Linked DNA regions of Gossypium hirsutum: region 1 is linked to region 2. Evidence: chromatin contacts called from public Hi-C data. All regions are on one chromosome and are shown on one strand. The core of a region is the stretch at or near the end of the contact, and the rest is flanking DNA. Distances in the headings are between cores, read along the strand shown. Region 1 holds the start of LOC107924818. Region 2 holds the start of LOC107922992 (wound-induced basic protein).

The links. Hi-C and Micro-C count contacts between places; a contact is called where the count stands out from the background.
Region 1: a contact with region 2 is called in a Hi-C map of seedling, with 1.7 times the contacts expected there. The contact joins the promoter of LOC107924818 here to the promoter of LOC107922992 in region 2. A contact is called at or near these places in 5 of 34 Hi-C or Micro-C datasets (callus, leaf and seedling).

What each region holds. Positions count from the first base shown.
Region 1 is chrA11:17,182,882-17,189,181 of Gossypium_hirsutum_v2.1, reverse strand. LOC107924818 reads left to right here and starts at 2,865. Exons shown (of 9, transcript XM_016855422.2): 1 at 2,865-3,040; 2 at 3,138-3,207; 3 at 3,344-3,557; 4 at 4,003-4,184; 5 at 4,275-4,449; 6 at 4,541-4,752; 7 at 5,025-5,150; 8 at 5,253-5,344; 9 at 5,704-6,034. The coding sequence starts at 3,370. The coding sequence ends at 5,856. It also overlaps the pseudogene LOC107924819.
Region 2 is chrA11:17,039,178-17,045,806 of Gossypium_hirsutum_v2.1, reverse strand. It overlaps LOC107922992 (wound-induced basic protein), which reads right to left and starts at 4,736. Exons shown (of 2, transcript XM_016853193.2): 1 at 4,518-4,736; 2 at 3,263-3,614. The coding sequence starts at 4,585. The coding sequence ends at 3,557.

The DNA.
Region 1 (6,300 bases), core at 1,616-4,115, 150 kb before region 2:
TCTAATCTAGTAGATTTATGTCATCCAATTTCTAGGATTGCATGCAACTCCACTTAACTATGCTAGATCTATTCTTAAACAGAGATTTTTTCTCCACTGAAATAAGCACATTAAACATGAATTAATATCCCAAAAATATTAAAATACGAAATAAGCATACATAGTTTAGAACAAGAATAAATTATTTATCATGTAAATCAAAATCAAATAATAAGATTCATCATAGGTTCCATCTTCCTTAGGTATCTAGGCAATTTAGTTCATAATCTGAAATGAAAACATCTCAAAGTCAGAAAAACCACAAGACATAAAGAAATTCAATAAAAATTCGAAAGAAATTAAAAGAAGATTTTCAATCTTGAAGGAGATCCATTTCTGAGTTGGCTCTAACGGTGTTCTTCGAGTAATTTCGTCAATCTTCTCTGATTGCCCCCTTAGGTTTTCTTCTAATTAGTTTTTATAGACTTTAGAATGCTTAGAAAGCCTAAAAATTAATTTTTTTCGCGTATCTGGGAAGCAGGTTGCGAAATCGACATGGGCTAGCACATGGGCATGTGGCTAGCCCGTGTGGCTCACACGGATGTGTGGCCAGCCTGTGTGGAAATGCCTAGGCCTGTAGATCCTGGAAACAACTCTATTTGTTCGATTTTGGCTCATTTTTCGCTCCTTTTGCTCCTAAATGCTCTCATAAGTATAAAGACGTGAATTTAAAGGATTAGGAGCATCAAATTCACTAATTTACATAATTAATCATCCAAAGACGCATCAAGAATGAGATTAAAAATATGTTACTTTCATGGCTTATCAGTATTGTAGCAAAAGAGGATGAGAGATGGATCAGAAGAAGAGCGGTGGAGATGGTTGACAACGAAAGTTGTGGTCAAGGTGAGGTAAGCCTACTCCTTGGAAAGGGGTTTGAATCAGGTCACGGACCTAAAGGGTAATCTAGAAAGGATATCGAAAAGGGTATTTTGGGGTAATGACAATAAGGAAGCCATGGTTCTCAGCTTTCTTCTTGAACAAGAAGAATTAATTCAAGGGTTTTATTTGTTTTTCTTTTTTTGATGTTTGGTTTTTTGAAAGTTAGTAAGATTGATTTGTTATTTTTTGAAAGTTGAGTGACTGAATTGAAAGTTGAGTGATTGTTTTGTCATTGAGATCAAAGTTGAGTAGTTTTTGGTGTAATTTACCCTTATATATATTTTGGGTTTGAAATAACGTAGTGGTTGATTAAATGCCAGGTCGCTTTTCTGTTATGTCTGTAATAGAAAATGGTTCGTAAGACTCATTTGTTATTTTTTAAAAGTTGAGTGACTGAATTGAAATCAGAGTGACTTTTTTTTTCAGCTACATCAAAGTTGAATGACTGTTGATATAATTTACCCTTTTAAAAAATTTAAAATAATTAAAAAAAATCCAAAACTTAGATTTTTTTTAAAAAATTTATAAAAATTCTAAAAAATATATAAAGGAAGTTAGCAAAATAAAAAATTTCTAGAATAATAATTTTGGAGACATAAATAAGTTAATTAATGATTCAAGTTTATCGTGCTAAAGTATTTTTTTTATTTTGCTTTGAAATTTTTTTTAAATATATATGGTTTCAAGTTTATGTGCTCTAACATGGATTTAGTTATACTGTAACAAGATTTTAATTTGACATGTTTAACTTTTTAATTTAACTTGAACAAGTTCACTCGATTCGACTCAACTAAAATTTCATTTCACTCGACTTGATTCGATCGATGACTCACCTCTACTGAGATCTACTGAAATGATTCCCTACTATATAAGTTAGTTGTATAGGCATGAGAGCTTCTTTAAGATGTGATGGAGTAGTGTATAAAATTAGTAGTGGTACATTATGGGTAACAATAGCTTCTTTCGTTGAAAGAAAGGTTATAAAGTGACTTGCCTTTGGGACTATTAAAATGTGAAGAATAGTTAAAAATAACAACGATAATGGTTCACATTGTTGGTGGTGTGCAGAGCCATAAAGTATGATAGTGGTTCAGAGCACTAAATGAAAAAAAGACACTAATGATGCTGGTTTGTTCTTGTTGAGGAAGTGCTTGAAGAGTGTTAGGTATGTATTTGACTTTTGTGTCTTTTATAGAGCTTAGGGAATTCCCATGGAGATCTAGCAGAGTTTGAGCAAGAGAGAAGAGTCCTTTTCTTCTTCTTGGAGATGGGGAAGATGATATGAAGAGCTTGGAGTTTGGTGTGAGACACAGTAAAATATAAGGTGATTGTAGAGTCATAAAAACTTTCTTAAAACGTGACAATGTAGCTTGATGATGATGTATAGAATTGATAGTGATTTAAGAATATAATGATAATTCATAAATTTATCTTTATTAAATAAAAGAAAATATCCATGTATTTAAAATTTTTTAAAAAGATAAAATGTATTCATTAAAAATTGAAAACACTAGAAAGACAAAATAAAGTGAAAACAAGGACACAACTATACTTTAATTTTTATAATAAATATTTTATTCTTAACAAATATTTAATAATAAATTTTAATTTAAAAATTAATCAAAATTAAAATCTACATATATTTTATAAATATAATAGTAGCTAAGAATCAGTGATTGAGAGGAAGGTGAGGACAGTCCGTTCCAATTCCATATTTGACTCAGTTTGGTGGCGTAACGAATAGCTGCATTACAGCCATAGATGATTTCATGAAAAAATTATTGTCATTAAAAAACCAGGATTATCTTAAAGTTTTCGTATCAACTTTAAACTTAATATATCAAAATAATCTGAATTAAAAATTTAAATATAGAAAATAATTTTAGAAAAGTAATAAATTTTTTTTAACTTATGTATATCTCTCCCAACACATTTTTTGGCATCAATCTCTCAAACAGATCTTTTTTTTTTTAAATCAACACTCAAATAATATTATATAACTAAGTTTTCTCACTTACAACACGTAATCTGTTGCGGTTTTTTTCACCAGGGGATATAGTTTACTTTCTCCTGCAAAATATGGGTGGTGAGACGATCATCCCTCCTACCTTCACTTCTGGTATGTCAACACTCTCTTTCTCCTTTTTATTTCATTTCTCCTATTTAATCTTTAATCTTGAATCCATTTTCATCTCTCTCTGTCTTTTTTTTTACAGAGGAAGAATACTCAGTAGACCAAGATTTCTCACTTCCATCATTGTCTTCCCTAAACCCCACTTTGCTTAGGTACTCTTTTTTTCCCCCCCTGTTTTAAAGGATGAAATGAGTTTTAGCCTATATAATTTTCTTGGGATCAATAGTTTTTTTCTTTCTGTGTTGGTGAAAAATGTTGAATTTGATTATTTGGTTTCATATGAGCAAGGGATTATTTGAGAATGAAGGCTGAAGATGGAAAAAAATGAAAGCGATAGGTTGTTTTTAGAAGAATTTGATAAGATGGGTCCTCAGTCATCTTCTCCGGACTTTGAAGCTTATCACAAGAGGAGACAGAAGGTTTACAAAGAGGTTTTGCAGAGTTATGATCAATTGCGGGTTCGAAGTATGAGTCTAAACGAGGCAAAGTACAAGGTTTTGAGGTATTCTTGGTAGCACAATTTCATTTCTTTCCAAAAAGTGCTCTCCTTTATTCGTTGCTTGGCTCCAGAAATAGAAACTCAATTCTCTAAAAAGTACTGGTTTGAAACTTGCACGTACTTTTAATTTTGAAACCAAAAAGATCCTCTCATCCTAGGTTTGTGATATAATCAGAATGTGCACTAAGCAACATCAAACACTAAAATGCGATTTATGAAAAACCTTCTTATCATTGCTGCTTAATAATGTAATGCCAGATTTGATCTTGATTATATTTACAGTTGTTGACAACATGTTTAGTGAATATTAGTACCCGCACATATAATTCAAGTATGCAGTGTATGTTCTGAAGGTTTTATTGTAGTTGAAGTTTAGCATTTGTTGTTCGAGATGGGTAGAGTTGGTATTACTTAACTTTAATTGGCATTTGTAATTTCACATGAACAGTTATTTCCCTGGAATATGGATTGAGAATGTTGGTGGCAAGAAATTCAGTGATTACGATGTTCCGAAAACAACATCACTTCTTTTGATTGGTCCAAAAGGGTGTGGAAAAAGTAGTCTTGTCAATAAAATTTCCAGGGTGTTTGAGGATGACAATTTTGCACCAGAACGTGCTCAAATATCATGTAATGTTGTTTCATTGGTTTGTTAGATCACTTTTATGCAAGGTAGATGTAGTTATTATAATCCTGAACTTAGTATTTTCTCTAAAGCAGATAATCCATCTGTTGGAGATGGGACCTACTATCTTCAAGGATACATGATCCCAAGAGGTTCAGCTTCATTCTGTCTTTATGATTCCAGGGGCTTGGCCGACGGCACCTCTGAAAACATTAATGTGATTCAAAATTGGATGAATAATGGTGTTCGTCATGGGGAACCTGTTATCAGGTTTGCTTTGTAACTTTACAGAGTAGTTTGTGTCATGGATGTAATTTTTCCTGTCTCCAGATTAGTTCGTATGAGTGATTTGTTTAATCAGGAAATCAGATGATTCCAGTTTAAGGAGAAGAATGAAATTTAAACCACGAGAGCTAGGTTGGAAGTTCTGCAGGCCCCAGATGGTTAATTTTGTCATTTTTGTTGTTGATGCGGTTTCTGTTTTGAAATCCATTGAGGGTCATGGCGTGGAAGACTTACTCTGCTTGCAGATGATCAACGAGGTTTTCAAGCATCCGTGCTTATCATTTAAAGGTACGGAGATATTACTAATGGTTTTATTTTGTGTAATGTGTGGAGCTGATCAATAAAGACAGCTTATGTCTTCTGAATGGCTGGCACCTCGTAACTACCATGTATTTATTCACAGAAGTTTAATGTTTCATCTTGTATCTTCTTAATTTCCTATTCTCATTCTCCTATTCCTTGTTGGTATTGTTTGTTTGTTTTTTTGTTTTGTGGATTAGTGGATGTGACTTTCTTCTTATCAGGTGATCGATTTGCTGAATGCTTTTTTGTTTGTTTAGATGATAAACCTGTTGTCGTTATCACACATGGAGATTTACTTTCAATTGCTGACCGTGTTCGCGCCCGTGTTTATTTGGGAGAGCTGCTTGGTATTCCACCTGCAAAACAAATTTTTGATATTCCAGGTGCCTTCATCAAGTTATTTACATTTTCTTCTTTGTAATTTATTGATTACTTTTTGCCATCCCATTATTTATGCAATTGAGTGTAAGCCTTTAAGTTTGCAGAAAACCATGATCCAGTAACAGAGTTGACAATTGTTGATATGCTGCGCTACTCACTTGAGCACGCAGATCGAAATCTTCCGTACAAGAACTGGGTAATGGAAAATGCATGACTTGCACCAATAATAATGGCTAAGATGTTCTGCATGGCTGTATTTTCTTTTACTCTGATTTGTAAAGCATGCTGATAACTTGTAAATGCTTGCTTCTTTGGTTTGATTCATTATGCTTACAAAATTTCTTGGCAAGTGTTTTGCTCGAATCCAAAATATTTGTTGTTATCATTACGCTTTGTCAAGCAAGTCATTTAGCTTTTGTATCCTTACCGTACTTACAAGGCATTCTTAGTTATTCTTGATGTCTGTATGATTCCTCAGTGGTGATACGAGGTTTTGCGCAAGCAAGCATATTGCTTGGTTAATTATTTTGTAATGGCTATAATGATCACATGCAGGTTCGCAAAGTCCCTCTATTTTCATGGTTATGTGTGCTAGCAATGCTGCTGGGTTTTGCCTCAGGAATGGCTTGCATGCGATATTTGCATATGAGGCATCCTCGGAAATCAGAATTTAAGATAGTTTGGCATACAATCCGGCATATATGGTAAAGCTTAAATAAAGTTGGCTTTTTTTTTTTTTTTTGGTTTGATACCCTTCAACCCAGTTCATAAACTACACGAATGCATTCTATCCGAATGCATATGTAAATGGTTTGATCTTTTTGATGTCTGTGGAACTTAAATTTATTGGAATAAAGCTTTGGTATTATTTGGAGGTTGACCTTTACAGCTTTGGTAGCCAGCGTTGATATCAGATGCGATGTTTTGTATTAGCATGTAATGGTTGCCTTTAGTTCCCAAACTTTTAAGTCCCTTACCTTGAGTTTCCATGGCCTTTTCCATGGGAAGCTTTCTAGGCAACCTCTTCTCGAAGTACAGAAGATAAATAATCCGACATATCTAAATATGGACTCCATAAATTGTTTGAGAAAAATGTTGCAGTAAGGATGTACAAAATAATCTGAATTCTGACCACAGATTTTGCGTCATTCT
Region 2 (6,629 bases), core at 3,487-5,986:
TATTTCTTTAATAAACAAGTAAAACAAAAATAAAATAAAAAAAGGGTTTAGAATTAAAAACTAAAATAAAATTTAGCAAAAGTAAAAAGAGATCATAAAATAAAATCAACAAGAAGAAACTCTAGTCAAAGTTAAATCTTCGTTTGATTTATAAATTTGATCATTAACGCAAGGATAACTTGAATGCCTTTAATAAATTAGTTCTAATTGTTGACTCAATGTCGGATAACCAATCTCTCATTATTTATTTAGTAACCAATAGACAACTTGTTTCAAAGATCCGAAGTTAGGTTACCTTCGAAGTTAATCATGTTTATACTATAGCAAGTCATTTTTATTAGATTACAAGATACCTTAAAGAAATTAATTCTAATCTATTTTTTGAGTAATTTTAGTCTATTTTCTTAATAGAGGTAAATTTATTTCATGTTCAAGTTTTATGGCTGCCTTTTTTAAGGATGTCGTCTCCAATGTTTGAATCTTTGTTCTCCTTTTTAGAGTAGAAGGTGTCTTATCATTGCACCCAACTATTAATGGTGGACAATTTCAACTTTGATAACTGGCAATTCATGCATAATTACCTATGTTTAACTCTTTTCTTTCCGTTAAATACAAATATAATTTAAAATATTAATATATTAAAGTTTTAAATGAAAATGTTATAAGATGGCAACTATAGTAAAAAAATTGATAATAAAAATTATAATTATGGGGATAAAAATAATTTTGGATTAAAGCAAATGTTTTTAAGCAATAGATTTATAGATATCATCAAATAAAAGGTAAAAGAAATACCGCATCAATATTTTCTAATAAAATGATTAATTATTAACAAACCTATTGATAAAAATATTAATATCTTAAAATTATATTTATTTATTTACATTTATATATATACATATAAAGACTGAGTCTTAACTCGATTGGTATAGGCATTATTGTTAATACAGGAACACATGAATTCGATTACGTTAAAGCATTAACTTCCTATTTATTAGTTGAGCTCCACAAACTATTTCACATATTATATAGAGAGAGATGGAGTACATTGTAAAATGAAAATAATTTTATATATTTTTTATTATTAATATTTAACAACTCAATTATCATATTCTATGTTTTATTTATCTAGATTCTAAATATCAAGTTTATAATAAAATGAAAATTCATAATTATTTGTTTTAAGTAAAAAAAAACTAGTAATTGTTAAATATATATCAGTATGATTGAAATATTGGATCGATTTAAAAATTTATACGTATAATAAATACAATTATATTAATATTTGTACAATAAATTATGAAAATGTATAACACTATTTTAATTTTACATCCAGGGGTGAAGCTTGAAAATTTTTTAGGGGGCAAAAATTAAATTATAACTTTTACGATAGTAAAAATATAATTTTATCATTTTAATAGCCTATATTTTTAAAATTTTTAAAGGATTAAATCAATTTTTTTATCATTTTTAAGGGGTGCAAAGTAATTTTACTTTTATTAATTTAAAATTTTAAAGGATTTAAATGAAAAGTTTTCTATTTTAGAGGGACCGAAACTCTACCCTAGCTACACCACTGTTTACATTCTCTCACAGTAATGTTCGGCTTTTTCTCTATGAAATAATTAAGTATAATTGATTGGACAAACTTACAGTTAAAATAGATAAAGGCTTCAAGTTCCCTTGTACAAACAGATAAAGAAGTTGAATAATGATTTTATGTATGAAGACTTGAGAGTACATTATTTTAAATGAGAAATTATGGGTAACTTATATGCCTGTCTGAAATACTACATCTTTCGTCCACTCAAAACCTTAACAAGCCAGATTAAAAAAGAAAAACACAGGAGAAACCAACCCAGAACCTATAAATGTTAAAGAGGGTTAACAAACCTAATATGAGACATCTTTTTGGGTACATTACAAATTGGGGGAGGGGACTACAATTTCTATAGTTGGTTTCATCTCACCAAGAATTTTCATTTTCATTAATTATACCTAACACTAACAGATGGTAGATTCAAACTATGGTAGCTTTGAGTTTAAGATTAAAACGGCCCACTTCAATTATACACATCTGAGATGAGAGTCAACAACTTACCAGTGTTGTGGAGCACTTGTCTAAAATTAATAACAAATATTATTGTTATAGTGGAGTCAGGCCAGGTTAATAAATCCTTGTGTTTCCTTTTTTTTTTTAGTTTTTAATTTTTAAAATATAAACTAAAAATACATTATTTTTTACCTTTTTTTTGGAGTTGAAAAAATGTATCAAATGATTTCTAAAAGAAAATATTTCAAATGATTGATTCATTTCAGATCAACTATATAATATACTCTTGTTTTGTTTTTTCTTATTCATTAGCTGGATAATTTGAAATTTAGGAGGAATTATCATTTCAAGAAGTTCATGAACATTTGCTAATGTATGCATTTTTTACTCCATTCCATTTTGTTTTTGAAATATTAAATTAACGTCGATAACTTTTAAAATGTAATTATAGCTCATATGACTATGAAATGCAACAAGTCAAGATTGTGTATAAGGTAATAATAATAATCCTTCCAAGTGATTTCGTCTATCTTATATCATCCATAACTTACTCTCTGAAAATAAGAGGGTGGAATTGGGTGTGCACATGGGTAGGCACCGGCACTCAAGTGCATGCCATGCATGCAATACTACCTTTACTTCTCTTCTTTCCACATCTTGACGGGGACCCATATGTCTGTTGTTGTCCTTCCACTCTCTGTCTCACTCTAATATTTTTGTAATTCTTTTTACACGCTTTCTATTTTTCCATGTTTTACCATAAATATCAAATTTATTGCTTATCCCAAAAAAGAAATGAATTTTCTCATTTTGTCGCAAAGGGCTTTTTGACAAACACGGCGATTCTTTGGCATATCATCAACCATACGTCCTTGGGTATTAAAACATATCACACATACTGAACTCCGAACCTCGGAACGTCAAATTTACTGGTTATTACCTTTTTTGAATAAAACCAACAGAAAGCCCATCTTTGTAACAAAAGTAGTAACGGATAAGGCTACCCTCGCTCCGCCATTAATGTCTGTCTTAAATCGGATAGTTCATTTCAATCATCAACATTATACACTTGATCATACATTGCTAGTTTATAAGAAATCCTTGCAAGTTTTAATTTAATTCCAATCTCGAGAATCGGCTTAATGCAGAAATATTAACTAAGATTTGGCCCTACATTAGCAATACTTCCCCTATAAATAACAAGTAAAATAAGGGCCAACATGGTCATAAAACTCATAATAGCTCCATAAATTACAATGAAGCAACAGGGGACCAAACTGCCACATCATGCCCCCAGCAAAGAGAAAAATCTATGAATATTACAGCACGAACTAAAATAACATCAGGAAAATAGAAGCTTGAATGCCAGATAAGAACATGGTCATTCCAAATCAAACAATAAAAACTGTTATAATATAGAAATTAGAAACATCCACAATAATTTCCATTCTAAAACAACAACCAACCTGTCCTATCTTAAAGCAGACTAAAAAAAAGCATCAGTTACTCTGTCATAACAGGTTTGTTCTCACTTGCTTTGGGTCTCTGCTCCTCCATTTTCCTGAAAAGCCAAGCAAAAGTTACACCCACTGATTAGAAGCATCTCACCGGAACAAAAACCTTTTCTTACAATAAGATTTCAGTGAGGCAGACGGCAAATGACGCATTAGAAAACCTCACATAATCATCATTTGTAGCACAAGGCAAAGCATGAGAAAGGAAACAAGTTGTTTAAACAGCATAACAAGCTAAACTAGAAAGACAAACAAATCTTTCCCCAAATTGAGAACATAAACCATAAAAGAAACAATTCAATGTTGTATCTGGAAAGAGCTGACCATAAAACAGGCTTCACTGAGTGTTAGAGAGATTGATAAAAGCTTCCTAAGTCGCAAGTTGCAGGTTATTGAATAGAGCCCACTGGATGCAGTTTCAGTAACCATAACTGCTAGAGACATCTAAAGCAATTAGCAACCATATCCTCCTAATTTCATAAGAATCAATCACAAAACAAACCAGCAAGCTAAGCCCAGTGCAAATAAAGCCCTCTCTATATATGTTCAAACAACATAAACACAAAGAATCTAATTCTAAACATCATACTCATTGTTCGCAATCACAATCTTCCCAAAAAAAAATAATTAGCTTTCATCGAATAGTTGAAAAATACATGCTAAATAATTGAAATAAACAATTAGTGAACATTTTTCTGGCCAAGTTTCCGCCGGAATCAAAAGTAAGCACTTGATAAAATTTCCCCTTTGACCAACATTCCCATTAAAATAGCAAACAAAAATCTTGAAAAGAGAATACGTCAGCATTTCATCAACTCCCAGTGAATATAATCATTTACGTTAATAACATTGAAACTAAACTAACACGGGAGCAAGTTTACACATAAATTAGGATGGAAAAGGATAAAGATGCATATATATATATGGAGAGAGAAGAGAGAGAGAGGAACCTTTTGTCAGAGCCGCCCTTCTGGCTGAGGAATGAGCGGAAGAGTGCAGAATTGACGTCGTAAATCATTCTGTAAGGAAAGAAACCCTAGCTAGCTTTCTCTGCTCACGCTGCTTATCAATTAGCCTTCGCCGTTTTAGTTTTGGGTCTCGAAAACCGCCTTTATATTTAGATTTGGGTCTTCTGGTACCACGTTTTATATGGTTGGGCCGTTGCCTATATATCTGTTAAAGATTCGGGCCCTCTTTGGGCTTTCTCATGGACGCCATCAATTTTTTTGTTCTTTTAAAAATAAAATATTTGAATGTCAGCAACATTATTAAAATGTCCCACGTTTTTCTTTTACATTTTAACATACCATAAAAAAACTATGATCGTTTATAATTTTTATTTTTCAAATGCGAAACATACACTTAAAATTTTAATATTTTCTATCAAAAGAAACGTTAAATAAAAACTAAAGACTAAAATCAAATTAAAAAAATAATCACTCAATTTTGGTTAATTTTCTTTTTACCTCTCAACTATAAAATGTTATATTTTGGTCAATAACGTTTTTAGGTTGTAACATTTCAATCATTTGCCTTTTTTTTTTGGTAACAAGAAACAATTAGAAAGTGACTGCAAAGATGACAAATTAATTAGAAGTAACAACCATAGAATCAAGATCAACCTCGAAAAGCTCTCGTAATAAGGGTTAAGGCCTCTTCATATACTTGCATCTCATCATAGTTCTTGCTTCCCGATTTAGCCATCCAATCATCTCTTTGTTAAGTTCCCTAGGGATGTGTCAAAATCGAACCTGTCAATTTTGACATAAAAGTTGACTAATCAAACGCAACTCTGATAACATACTAGTACCCGTGTCACCAGCTAAGATAGTTTCCACAACTAAAGTATAATCACACTCCAACTCCAATTGCTTAAAACCAAACGCCCAAGCTAAATTGAGGCATTCTAATATAACTCTTACCTCAATATTGAAAACTAATTACTTTTCAATCCATATAGCAAAATCGCACATCTAATTAGCATCATGGTCTTTAAATACTCCTCTAATCGTAACAGTATTATTGCTTTCCAATAATGCACTATCTACATTCAACTTAACCTACCCTTTCTCCTGCGGTCTCCAATGATCACCCGACACCATCTAAATGCAATGGAGTTCACAAGATTTTGAGTTTACAAAGCTTGCAGCCCAGGCTAAACATGTACCTACAACAATATCAACATTACTATGACTATTATTGAAAATGAAATTATTTTGGCTTTTCCATAATAGCCAACACAATTTTGCAAACAAAATCGGCCAATTTTCCTCCTTTATAGTCAATTCCTCTTGAGTTAACAAGTTAGTGGTTAACTATATATTCAGATTCGCTGAAAAGAACATATTCCTGACTGAATTGGAATCATTGTCTTTCAAACCACTTTTGAGAACTCACAATCTCATATGGCATGTAAGCTTGTCTCAATGGAATTTCCACAATGAACACAATGACCTTCGTTAGTCATATGTCGTCGAGCCCGTTCCCCATTAATCAGAATCTTATTTTGCCACAACAACCATAGAAATACACGAACTCTTTGAGGAGCCTTACACTTCCAAATCAACTTCCAATTGACAGATGGGTTTACATTACCAAAATTGGTCAAATTCTTGTATGTTTCAGTTGAGGAGAGAAGGCTACTCATCAACCAGTTCCAAGAAATATCTTGGCTCAAATGGAACAATGTTTGTCAACCAAAAAGTATAGGGGACATGGGGTTTCGGGATTTGCATTTATTCAACCTTTCTCTTTTAGCGAAACAAAGATGGCGTCTCCTTCGCAACAAGAACTCACTTTGCCATAAAGTTTTTAAAGCTAGATACTTTCTGAATTGTTCCTTTATGGAACCAAGTTAAAGAAGATGCTAGATGGTGGATTAGAAATGGTCTCACCGCACGAGTTAAAGAAGATGTTTGGATTCCAACCGAATTAAATTCATTGGCTCTATCCCCTTGTACCAACTTCAACGAAGAGTCTAAGGTTTGTGAACTCACTGATGTAAGCCGAATGGTTTGAAGGGAGAACCTTATTAAGAGAGAGTTTTCTAAAGAGGAAGCAGA